Regions from separate parts of the Pan troglodytes genome. Here region 2 is linked to region 1. The links are chromatin contacts, called in public HiChIP or PLAC-seq maps. All regions are on one chromosome and are shown on one strand. Each heading gives the region's core, a stretch centred on a gene start, on an enhancer-like site or on the middle of the called end of the contact. The rest is flanking DNA. Distances are from core to core; before and after follow the strand shown. Region 1 holds the start of RPL10A (ribosomal protein L10a). Region 2 holds the start of ARMC12 (armadillo repeat containing 12).

Region 1 (6,195 bases), core at 2,224-4,723:
AAACGGGGATGAGGCTGGGCACGGCAGCTCATGCCTGTAATCCCAACACTTTGGGAGGCCCAGGTGGGCAGATCACGAGGTCAGGAGGTCGAGACCACCCTAACAGTGAAACCCCATCTCTACTAAAAAAAATACAAAAAATTAGTCAGGTGTGGTGGCGGGCGCCTGTAGTCCCAGCTACTTGGGAGGCAAGAGAATGACGTGAACCCGTGAAGCAGAGCTTGCAGTGAGCTGAGATGGCGCCGCTGCACTCCAGCCTGGGCCACAAAGCGAGACTGTTGTCTCAATTTAAAAAAAAAAAAAAAAAAAAAAAGCAGGGATGAACTGGGTCCCCTATTTACCAAAGTCAAACTAAGCTCATTTTAGTCAAAGGTTAAAGCAGTACTGGGTGCTAGAGGCAAGAACTGCCAACAGGGAAATGCCTCAGAAAAGGAGGGGGCTTAGCCTGCCTGGGGCAAGGACCTGGAATACTGTTGGTTCCCCTAGAAAAATTAACAGGATCTGGCTGGGGACGGTGACTCACACCTGTAATCCCAGCACTTTGAGAGGCCGAGGCAGAATTGCTTGAACTGGGACCCACAGATTGAGATCGCACCATTGCGCTCCAGCCTGGGCTACAAACTCCATTTAAAAAAAAAAACAAGGTACATTAATTATACTTTTGTACTGGTTTGCTGTGCCTTGTTTTCCTTAACATTTACTCACTACTAACCCAAAGCATAGGATACTCCACATTTGGTCTTCTTAACACAGAAATGCTGACTAAAATCCTTATTTTAAATTTACATGGACCAATCCTGTCAAAAAGCTTCAATGCCGTTAGGAACCCTATCACATATGCAAGACTGCCTAATTTTGATGGCAGAAAAACATCCTCTTCCCTATAGTACCCAACTATCCATCATCAAAGTGACAAACTACACAACTAGCCATCAGCAGTACCAAGGCCCTCACTTGTCAGCTGACAAACCACCCCCCACCCTCAATCACAGGCAGACAGAGGGAACTGGTAATAGAATTTATTCAAATGTGCCTTAATATAGGCGCTGGGGCTTGCCCATGGTGCTCTTGATATATAAGGCCCGGACATTCTGCCAGTTTTTCTTGAGCAATGACACCAAGAAGTTGACAGCCAGGTGAATGTTATACACAAGCTCATCGTCTGTCATCTTCACGTGACCAACAGCTACAGCCAGACATAACACCTGGGAGGAGGGAAGAGAGGATCAAGTCAGGTTGGTGGACGAATAGCAGATGGCCTGTCCTTCCTCCCCCAGTGGCCTGGTGAGCAGGTACTTGGACCCGGGCCAAGACCAGGGTTACTCCAAAAGTTTCAATCCTGGTGGGTGCTCTTACTGGCATATTTAGAGACTTGGATAAGATTTAGATCCTGCCAACACCTTCACCCATAGCAACCCGCCAGACCCACTCACCTTCTTCATTTGGAACTTGATTGTGGACTTCACCTCATCCACTTTGGCCACCATGTTTTCGTTGTGTGTGAGCAGGGAAGGGAACTTTCCTGCCTTATTTAAACCTGGGCCGAGGATTCGTGGAATCTGCTTGATCAAAGACTCTGAGGCCAAAAACGCATCATACTTCTTGGCTGATAGAGAGAGGAAGCCATTGGCATTGCTTAGGACCTGGTCACCAAGGCACACCTCAAATGTGGCAGGCCAGAAACGCTTGAATCAATCATGTAAGTGACCTCCAAGCAGCACCCTCTCTACCCTGCCTCAGTCTTTTCCCTAGCCCAAACGGTTTCCAGAAAGTCCTCTGGACCTTCACTGGTCCCAAAACATGCTCTGAGAAAACCAGGCTGACCCATGATCCATGGCATAACCGCTGTACAACGGATGCTCTGGTCAAGACTGCCTGGGCTCGAATTCTGCCTATTTCTTAGCTGTGGACCCTGGACACGTGACAACTGGGAATGTCTGCTTCCTACCTGTAAAAGCAGTCTAATGCCACTGCCTAAACAACGCAGCGTAAAGATTTCCAAATCATAGTTCACCAGCACCTGGCTGGTCAACTTACAATGCCTGGCCTCCCTCATCAACTGGAATCCTCATAGCAATACAAACATCAAACCACCCCAAAGCTAAAACAGCACTCAGGCAAGCTAGGCAACCACCGCCGATCCTTTGCTATTCTAGGCCCCTCATCATTTAAAAATCGAAAATGGCAGAAAAGCCTTTCTACCGCCCCCACCACACATCTCACATGCAAAACCACAGCGGCCGGACTCACCCAGCTTCTTGACCAGTTTTTTATTCTTGTTGAGTTTTTTCAGCGCCTCGATGTCCATGTGGGGGATATCCACGGCCTTAGCCTCGTCACAGTGCTGCTGGTCCCCCAGGACACACACAGAGAACTTAGGGCGGGGAGTGGACTTAAGCCTGCGTTTTGGGGGACAGCACCAACAGGTTACGCCTAGCCCTGGGTCCCAAGGGCCGGTGAAGGGTCTGGGACCGCAGCAGCCACCGAGCCTTACCCGGAGCGTTCACATTCACCAGCAGCCAGCCTGGCTTCTCAGGCTGGCCGGCGGGCTCGGCCGAGGCCTACCCACGCCTCCCCTCATGTTTTAAGACCCAGGGTGGGGGTCCGTCCAGCCGCGCCTGCCCGGAGCAGGGGGTCTGAACTACCCTAGCACATCAGTACCGACGTGCCCGCCTCCGGCTCAGCGGGAGCCTGCAGAGGAGGGGCAAGCACGGGGGCACTGAGGGCTGGGTGGGATCAGAACGGTGCCAACCTGACGGTGCCCGAGAAGCGCTTGTCCTTCTGGGGGTCATAGTTCTTCAAGCTGATCTGCAACTCCACCGTCTCCAGGAACCTTCGAGAGAGGAGGGGGGTTAAGCACCCGCCGGCCCTCGCCACCCGCGCCGTGCCCCAGGGTCGGCACTCACTTGCGGCGCTTGCGCTGGTTCCCGTGCAGGACTTCCCGCACCGCCTCGTACAGGGTGTCGCGAGAGACTTTGCTGCTGCGGGAGAGAAGCGACAGGGCGCTCAGGGCCGCGGAGTCCACACGCTCGGACTGCCTGGAAGCCTCCGAGGCTCTAGGCTTCGAGACGGGCGGGCGGCCCACGGCGGACTCCCCCGTAGATTCCGGACACCAAGTGGAGCGACGGGAGCTCAGACCCAGACCCAAGCCCCGGTGGAAGAGGGAGGCTCTCAGTGATCGGACCTGGTAGAAAGGGCGACCCGCAGGCCTACCCGCCTTGAGAAATGCCCCGCGGCGAAGGTGGCGCAAGGGTCCGCGGCGAAGGTGGCGCAAGGGTCCGCAGCGCGGCCTACAGGATCCGAACCCTCGGCGGGGCACCTGAAGGCGCGGATGAACGCGGATAGGGCTTTCAGGACCAACTCACCTCATGGCTTCTCACGCCGCGCTAACCGGAAAAGAGACTAGCATGTCTTGCGCATGCGCTCAAATAGTGGCCCTGATCTCGCGATAATGCTTTGCTCCTCTGTCCTACCCGCAGAGCGGTTGGGTGGGCCAACCCCGAGAAGCGCGGCCTTCTCTGGCCGCTGGGGGGCGTCGCTGGGCCGCTAGGCCGGCGCGGTAACCCACAGAGTTGTCGCAGTCCTGAGCGCCCCGCGGTCCCCCGGTAATGTGCCGATTCGCGCCCGCTGCTGCTGGACCCCTAGGGAAGCGGCTGGGTTCGGGGCTCGAGCTTCGGTAGTCACACGTACTGGTACAGCCCAGTGATGTTCACTGACAACGTGGATTCCGGCACGCTTGTCCCTCAAACCCCTCTCCCCTCGCGCCCTCCGCACCAGCTTATGTTCTCAAAAGGAAGCCTGGCCCGACCTCCCTCCCTCAGCACCTTGCTCTAACGTGGACTCGTGGTAAGGGAAGTGTCCGGAAAAGTTCTGTTCCTGTCCTTTCAACGCCTGCAGAGGGGTAGAGCTGGGAAAGTCCTTAAGTGAACTTTCACTTGATAGTTAATTTGATAACATCTACGTTTTAAGTGTGACTGCTATGAATAAGGCGTCTAGCCAGGTGCTACAGGAATACAAGGATGTAAAACAGGCACACAGCACTGCACACCCATAAGGTGTCTTCTCTGCTCTTTCCTCTGTCCAATGGGTCTCATCCTCTTAGCCACAGTAACCCCCAGAGCCCTTCAGATCTCTCCTCGGATTCATCTGCCCAAAACCCTTCCCGAACTCCAGACTGAGTCACTCCCACCTTTAAGATGCCCATTCTCACCTACCCCCCTGCCTGGTGGGGGCAGCTCCTATAGGATGGGGTGGGTGGTATTACACATTATTTGGCCCTCAGAGGGTGAATAAGATACCCTACACCCTTCCCCTCACCAGGAAAAAGATGTTCCTTGTCATTGAGCAGGGAGGTGGAGGGGGTGCGGATGGGCTCAATACCCAGAATTCATGGGAAGGAAGGTACTGCTTCTAATAAGACATTGGCCAGGCGTGGTGGCTCACGCCTGTAATCCCAGCACTTTGGGAGGCAGGCGGATCACCTGAGGTCAGGAGTTTGAGACCAGCCTCGTCTCTACTAAAAATACAAAAATGAGTGGGTCATGATGGCATGCGCCTGTAATCCCAGCTACTCAAGAGGCTGAGGCAGGAGAATCGCTTGAACTGGGGAGGCAGAGGTTGCAGTGAGCCGAGATCATGCCATTGCATTCCAGCCTGGGCGACAGTGCGAGACTCCGACTCAAAAAGAAAAAGACATTATTGAACATGCTTTTATTCAACACCATTGATAAATTATTCAAGTCAGAAACAAAAACACAGAAGGTCATAATATACATGAGCACAGGAGCTTCATCTGAGCCCACTGGTACCCCAGACCTCCTGGAGCATCCCATGTCCACTCTGGGTCGGCTTGATCCTACTGAGCCCTATCGGAAAGTTTGTCCCTGCAGCCTGAGAATTGATGAGGAGTGTGCCTGGGGCCAGCAGCCTTTGGAAATATAGCTCTGGCCTGGTGTGGTGACTCACACCTGTAAATCTCAACACTTTGGGTGCCAAGGCAGGAAGATCACTTGAGCTCAGGAGTTCAAGACCAGCCCTGACCAGCATATTATCTACAAAATAAAAAATTAGCTGGGCATAGTGTCATGTGCATGTAGTCCCAGCTACTTGGGAGGCTGACATGGGAGGATCGAGCCTGGGAGGCAGAGGTTACAGTGAGCCATGATCAATCACACCACTGCACTCCAGCCTGGATGACAGAGCAATACCTTCTCTCAAAAACAAAAGAAATGAAAAAGAAAATATAGCTGAGCTCCCTTAGCCCAGGAGCCTCCCTGCTGGCTGGGAAGCCAATATGCCCTATGCAGCCTGTAACAGGGAGGCAGTTGCAATCTGGGATGGCCAGGCTCAGCCTTTATCCTCAGGCTAGGGCTCAAGACAAGGTGGTGAAGAAAGAAATGCCCTTCAGGAAGCTGGTGATGGAGCACCAAGAGGGTGGTCCCTTGGTGGATGGTCAGGGGCCCAAATGTTTCAAGGCGGCCTTCAGGGACTTCCTCAGGAAGGTGGTGTTAGGTTCTAGGGCCATAGCCAGGCCCAGCCTCTGGGTCTCAGTGATCTGGGGAGAAGGAAAAATCATGTCAGGACTCCAGCAACTGACCCTTCCCGTCTCCCCACTACCCCAGGGGCTCTATTGAGGAGAGAGGAGGCCAGGAGGATGGAAAGAGGAGGAGACTCCTGAGCAATCTAATCTCATTATTTCACCATGGTTAACGAGGTAGACCTGGAGCCAAATACTAGCTGCACAATTTACTAAGCTGGCCACATTAGTAACAGTTGACAATCATTGTGTGTTTACTATGTGGCAGCACTTTATATGCATCAATCCATACACAAACATACATATACATCATATATATGCATTGCTGTATATAATCCTCAAGACCCTCCCATTTTACAGAGGAGAAAACTGAGGTTCACAGACACTCTACTGTGACAGCTACCTTCCTTTTGGATCACACTTTCTCTTTCTGCCCTGTTGCTACAACCTCCTGACAGGTCTCAGGCCCTGTATCTTCACCCTCCAATCCCACTCCTCACAGAAGCCAGATGCTTCTTAATAGTACAGATCTGATGAAGTTACTCCCAGGTTGAAGGCCCTTGAATGACTCCTGATGCCTCACATTGGAGGTCCTTCTGCCTGGATCTCCAGAGGATTCAGGAGCTCCCCTGAAACTGTGCAACAGAAGCATGTTCATA
Region 2 (6,110 bases), core at 2,646-5,145, 270 kb before region 1:
AAACCAGAAGGAAGCAGAGCTGCCCAATAAGGATGAATCTCTCAACGTAGCAGGGAGAAAAGGCCAACCACAGAATAGAAACCATCTACTTCCATGTACATGAAGCTTAAAAACATACCAGACTATATTTTACCTCTTTATTATCTGCTATGCCCTGCTAGAATATGCAAGGATACATACATATATGGTAAAACTACAAAGAAAATTTGGAACTGCTAAACAAAATGCAGGGCAATGACTGCCTCTGGTGGGGGAGGAAGCCAAGATGTGGGAGGGGGCTGTGCTCTATTTCTTGGCCTGGGCATGTTCTGTTTTATTGTTATTCCTTCTAACTTACACATATACAATATTTGCAAGTTTTACATATTTTATTTGTTTTTAATTTGGGAGAGATAGACTATTTGCCAGGGAGAGATGTGGAGGTCAAGGGAGAGGCTTTTTTGGTTTTGCTTTGTAAGATGGGAGGGGTTGGAGCCTACTGCATGCTGACAGGGAGCGGAGCGTAAGCAATCAGAGAGGCCCTTAAGGAAGGGGTGGGAGGCAGGATTGAGACTATCACTGGCCACAGACCAGGAGAAAGCCATTTTTTCATGGCAGCAGCAGGAAAGCAGGGAGGATGGGTGTGGATACTGTAAGTTTGGGGGTATGATAGCAGGGAAAGGGGGAAGTGACATGTGGTGTTTTACATTTTGTCTATGGAGTAATGGAGAAGTTATCCGTGGCCATGACACCAACTTCTGATTAACACAGGCCCAGGGGATAGAGTATAAAAAATACATCTGATCTTTGTCCCTAGTTCCAGGAACAGAGCTCCTGAAACCTTTGGAATTTCCTGAGTGACAGCAGTGTCCTTTGTTACTGCAAACCAACCCTTTTTGGTCACAACAGAGCTTATGCTAATGAAGTGACTCCAGGCAGGGCCCTTGGATAGCTTCTGGTTACCAGAAAGACCAAAGCATGATTAGAAGGTTGGGATTTTCAGCTTCGCTCCCAACTTCTGGGGAGGGGTGAGCAGCTGGACATGATTTAATTCATCAAGACTACATAATAAAAACCTCTGACCAATGGGGTTCAAAGAGCTTCCTGGTTGCTGAACGTGTGGAGGTGCTGGGAACAGCAGGGCACTCCTGAAGTGGGCTTGTGGCAGGCCTCCATAACAACTGTTTCAGTACTGACTGCGTGGTTAAGTTAAATGTTAAAAGCCAGTGCCCTTATACAAAGGCTGGAATGTAACAAAAGCCCACCAGGAGTTTTGCCTAGGCCTTTCCTGGGCCTTAAAGCATGACAAAATTACGAAGGAATTCTTAATGGGACCCGTTTAGGATTAAACAAGTTTTACCGTGGGTCTGAAGAAACGCCACAGGTCTCCACAAACAAGTTTATTGGGGATCTGAAGGAATTCCTCAAAACTCCTTGATTTAGCAGGAGACAAAATAAGGGTAATCACCCCAGCACCTGGACCCATTTAGATTAAGTAAATTTACTGAGGCTCCAGTGGAAGGTCTTCGGGACTCAGACCTTAGTTATAAATTAAAAGAAGTTAATCACTTACGTCTTTAGATGAATGCACATTTACACATAGACATATAGCTTAGAAGGTATATAAGTTCTGAAAAACTTTGTAATTTTGAGTTGGTCCAGCGATAATTTCCAGGCCTTCTCCCTGTAACCGGTTACAGAAATAAAAACTCTCTTCCTCCCCAGTTCATCTGCATCTCGTTATTGGGCCACGAGCAATAGCAGCCCAACCCTCAGTTTGGTCCAGGAACAGGCCTGGAAGCTCCGCGCCCTGACACCCTGCCCTATGTGTCTCCTCCATTTAGCTGTTCCTGAGTTGTGTCCTTTATAAAAAAACCAGTAATAGTAAGTAAAGTCCTTTCCTGAGTTCTGGGAGCCATTCTAGCAAATTACTAAATCTAAAAAGGGAGTTGTGGGAACCCCCGAATTCATAGCGGGCCAATCAGAAGTCAGACCTATGATTGGTACCTGAAGTTGGGGGGAAGTCTTGGGGGACTCAGCCCTTAACCTGTGAAGTCTGCCCTAACTATGGATAGTGTCTGAACTGAATTGAATTGTTGAACACCCAGCCAGTGTTGGGAATTGGTGTCAGAAAAAACGTGGCAGTGGTAGGGAGCTTGTGGGGTAGTGGGGGTCCTTCTATTTGGGGTTGAGAGATACCACTAGTGCCTCAATTGAGTTTCATCCTGAAATTCAAAGGCCTTCATGACCCTGCTGGGAATCTGACCACCGTTTTCCCACTTATTTCTGGGTCACAAATTCACACCCAAACAAACTTCTGGAACATGACCATTTATCCTATGGTAATTAAAGGACTTAAGGACTATAGACATCCTGCATGCCCCACCACGCATCCCTGGGCTCACCTGGATTTTGAGCCTGAATTTTCTGATGCCAGAGAAAGCTTTAAGTGTATTCAGAGCTTGGGTTTTGACACTGTTGTCCTTGTCATCCAGCATGTAGCCCAGCAACACGATGTCATCCGTAGTACAAGCAGAGGCCTGGAGTATTGGGGAGAGATGGAAGAGGCAGGAGAAGCGGGTGTTCTGGGCCCACTGCCCCCCATGTCACCAAGATCCCTCCGCACACCCCTCCCGCTATCAGCCAGAGAGAGGTCCCAGGATATAGTCTGGCCATTCCAGGGGCAGGGATCGGCCGTAACCCCCAGGGGCCAGGCCGGCTAGGGGGGACCTCCTGCTTCCCTTCCCTCACCTCAGCCTCCAGCAAGTACACACAGCGAGTGATACTGTGCAGGATCATGCTCTTGGCGTACTCATCCTGTTTGCACTCCAAAGAGTTGAGGAGCCTCCGGAGCTCACCTGAGTCCCGCCCGTGCCGCTCTCGCTCGACTGCCAGGCCTAGACAGCCACCGCAGCCCAGTTCAGGCTGTGGACTCAGAAGTGATGAAAGAATGGGGTTGGGAAGTAGGGGACAGGGACTTGGGGACAAGGCTGCCTTGCCTTTTCGGAGAAGCCTTCTCACCATATGCAGGACCACCATGTACAGTTGAACGAATGTTTACTGCACAAGGGCACCCTATCTAATGTTGTATTGTCCATAACATACCATCATAGATTTGTCCATTTACTCTAACAACTGTCTGGCATATGGCGGTAACAAGTAGTATTTCATCATAACCAGTATGTGGCAATGATATTCCAGCAGATGGCAATAAAGAGTCTTGCAGAAGGGGCTCATTTTCCTACTCTGCACAAAAGAACATGTGGACTAGTGGAAGCTCTGGGCATATAGTAAGTCCTCCAATTTTCCCTTTCCTTAAAGCCTCACGTTCCTGGGGCAGAAAAGGGATGGGGGGAGCTGCCGACACCAAGTTTCCAAGAAGTGGAATCCTGGGAGCCAGAGGAAATGTAGTATTTGGAGACCTGCCAGATGAGTCTGAGGATCCACTTGAGTGAGATCCAGGGACCCTGAGCTAGCATCTCTGGCAGGGCCTTGCCTAGGATGCTGCAGGGTGGGCTTGAGGAAGATGGACAAGAGAAAGACAAAGGAAAGAGGAACTTGGAGGCATCACCTTTGGGCCCTCCCACAGCAGAGGCCTCGGGAGGAGGTGCCTCCTGGGGCAGAGCCCTCTCCCAGGGCCCGGACACTCACGGGCAATGCAGATGGGTGAGTTGCTACAGAGGGGTGGTTTGCATTTTATGCCGGCCTTGATGGCCTTGTAGAGCAGGTAGATCGCCCCGGCACCTGTGGCCAGGCTGACTACACTTTTGCGGATGTCCAGTTGCCCCAGGTATTGGGGGATGCTCTTGCCCATGTCTTCAGTGTTGCCCTGGGCCCAGGTGAGAGCTAGGCCCAAGGCACCTGTGGGGGGCCTTCCGGAACCAGAACTCTGGCAGGGTCAGGAACCAGGGTACCAGAATTGGAACCTAGGCAACAAAGGAAACTGGGGAGATAATGGGATGGAGGGCAGTGGTCAGGAAATGGGGCAGCCAGGAGTGCTTGAGAACAGATGGGGCCAGGCACCATGGCCCACACTTGTAATCCCAGCACTTTGGGAGGCCAAGGCAGGCAGATCACTTGAGGTCAGGAGTTCGAGACCAGCCTGGCCAATATGGTGAAACCTTGTCTCTACTAAAAATACAAAAAAATTAGCCAGGCATTGTGGCGCACACATGTAATCCCAGCTACTCAGGGGACTGAGGCAGGAGAATCGCTTGAGCCTGGGAGGTTGAGGTTGCAGTGAGCTGACACGCCACTGTACTCCAACCTAAGCGACAGAGCAAGACTCCATTTCAAAAAAAAAAAGAGAAGGTTCTGCTTTAGAGACCACAGGAGATGAAGCATAAGACAGAAGGGGAATAAATGGGGAGAGGGCAGAAGTGTCCTTCACATCCCCTCTTCTTTAAGGGGGGACCCCAGCAGGTAGCTCCAGAGGCTGCCTTTCCACCATTAGAGGGCAGCAGAGGTCCATTTCCGGGCTGGGACCTTAGGGCATTTCTGGGAGAGGTGTTTGGGGTATGCCCATTGACAACCCTGTTGCTTTTCTTTCCGGGCCCTCCCATCTGTGATCTCTCCACCCTAGATCTACCCCTGGGCCTTGGGGTGTTTCTTCAGGTAGGGTTCCCTCCCCGCATCAGAGGATGAAAAGGAGGGGAGTATCTTAGAAAGCATGCACAGACTCTTGAGGCAAATCCACCCTTTTCCAGCATCTGCATGTTGCCCTGAAGTTTACCTGTTTGACAAAAAGCTCTTGAGGACAGCTACCTTTGCATCTCCAGCATAGAATCTTGTACTTAGCAGGTGGTTTAAGTCATGTTCTGCCATTCTTTAAGGACTTGGCGGCAGAACAATGACAGCATGTAGTAACTGGGGCTCCAGACCCTTCTAACCAGAGTGACCTTGGAGGAGAAAGGGATCGCCTTTGCCTTAGTCTGTTTCTGCATTTGTAACCTAAAGGGATTCGGATTTACCATTCTAAAACTCCAGGATTAAAATGTGGGTAAGTCTGTGCCTTTCAGCTAAATTTGGAAGTATCACCTCTCAGCCTCCCCAGGGATATGAGGCTCTGGAGTCAGAAGATGCCACCACCCCAGAGGATGTGAGCCCACCTGTGGAGGTCTTGATCCCAACCACTAGGATGGGGCAGGTGAGACCAGACCCTTCCCTCTTCCCCACCAGGGTCTCCCCACAGCTTCTGTCCCCACTCTGTTGCAGAACAGGCAAGTGGCCAGCTCCAAACTAGGGCCACGCCCACAGCCAGTGCTGAGCATGCTGCACCAGAACAGGTGTTCACCTACCTGGCCCTGATCCCTTTTTGGGAGAACTGGGACAGAAGGCTCTGGGTCCTGGGCTGCACCCAGGATGGAAGGAGGTAGGGAAACAGCATCTCCAATGATGCTGCGGCCAGCCAGGCCTGCCCACTCAGAGCCTTGGCCCAGTACACCCTAGGCAGCAGGCAGGGAACAAGCAACACTCCTGGGTGGCCATTCTATTCCTGTCCTCAGCCCTCCTCAAGGGTCATCATTCCTGGCACTCTATTTAGCCCCACGGTGGGTGACTACATGAACTCCCTGTGGTGAGGGGTGAGTAGCCCATGGAAGCCTCCCCACTACCATGCAACCCCATCGCATCTCCGCTGAACTCCGAGCAGAAAACGGCTGCCTGATGGGAACTGTCATTTAGGTTCCCAGGCTACTTTGGTGGATCTGAGAATAAATCCCTCAAGACAAGGTCCTTGCTCTGCCCTTCTCCAGGGTGGAACCCAGAGTTACTGGCCCCTCCATCCCACGGAGCTGCTTCTGCAACCCTCACTTCCTAAGCACAGGTAAGGCTCACCTGTTCTTTAAAGACCTCCAAAAAATGTTCTTTCTTGGCTGCAACCTAACTCCCTCCTGCCACACCTAAGGCCCATTTCTTCTGGTTCTGCCTTCAAATGATTCAGAGAGATTAGAGGCAGAGTCATTCCTAGAGTGACATTTTTACTAGTCCACAGTACAACAAAAAAATTAAAGACAAAGGAATGTCTATGTGTTGGCATAAAGTCCATTGACCATCTTTTCTTGGGAATAATTGTTTTCTTTCTTTTTTTTTTCTTTTTTTTGAGACAGGTTCTCACTCTGTCACCCAGGTTG

Evidence for each region. HiChIP or PLAC-seq counts read pairs in DNA pulled down with a chosen protein or histone mark.
Region 2: a contact with region 1 is called in an H3K4me3 HiChIP or PLAC-seq map of stem cell-derived excitatory neurons, with 14 times the contacts expected there. The contact joins the promoter of ARMC12 here to the promoter of RPL10A in region 1. A contact is called at or near these places in 1 of 7 Hi-C or Micro-C datasets (stem cell-derived neural progenitor cells) and 1 of 1 datasets of contacts at active chromatin or transcription factors (stem cell-derived excitatory neurons).

What each region holds. Positions count from the first base shown.
Region 1 is chr5:41,337,687-41,343,881 of NHGRI_mPanTro3-v2.0_pri, reverse strand. RPL10A (ribosomal protein L10a) reads right to left here and starts at 3,473. Exons shown (of 6, transcript XM_009451114.4): 1 at 3,366-3,473; 2 at 2,907-2,981; 3 at 2,753-2,833; 4 at 2,251-2,399; 5 at 1,434-1,606; 6 at 1,005-1,205. The coding sequence starts at 3,370. The coding sequence ends at 1,035. FANCE (FA complementation group E) reads right to left here. Exons shown (of 9, transcript XM_016955324.4): 9 at 4,696-5,554.
Region 2 is chr5:41,609,550-41,615,659 of NHGRI_mPanTro3-v2.0_pri, reverse strand. ARMC12 (armadillo repeat containing 12) reads right to left here and starts at 3,895. Exons shown (of 7, transcript XM_016955338.4): 1 at 3,613-3,895; 2 at 3,551-3,610; 3 at 2,731-2,876; 4 at 2,385-2,519. The coding sequence starts at 3,793. LOC134810295 (a long non-coding RNA gene) reads left to right here and starts at 3,930. Exons shown (of 4, transcript XR_010157986.1): 1 at 3,930-4,061; 2 at 5,024-5,125; 3 at 5,733-5,803.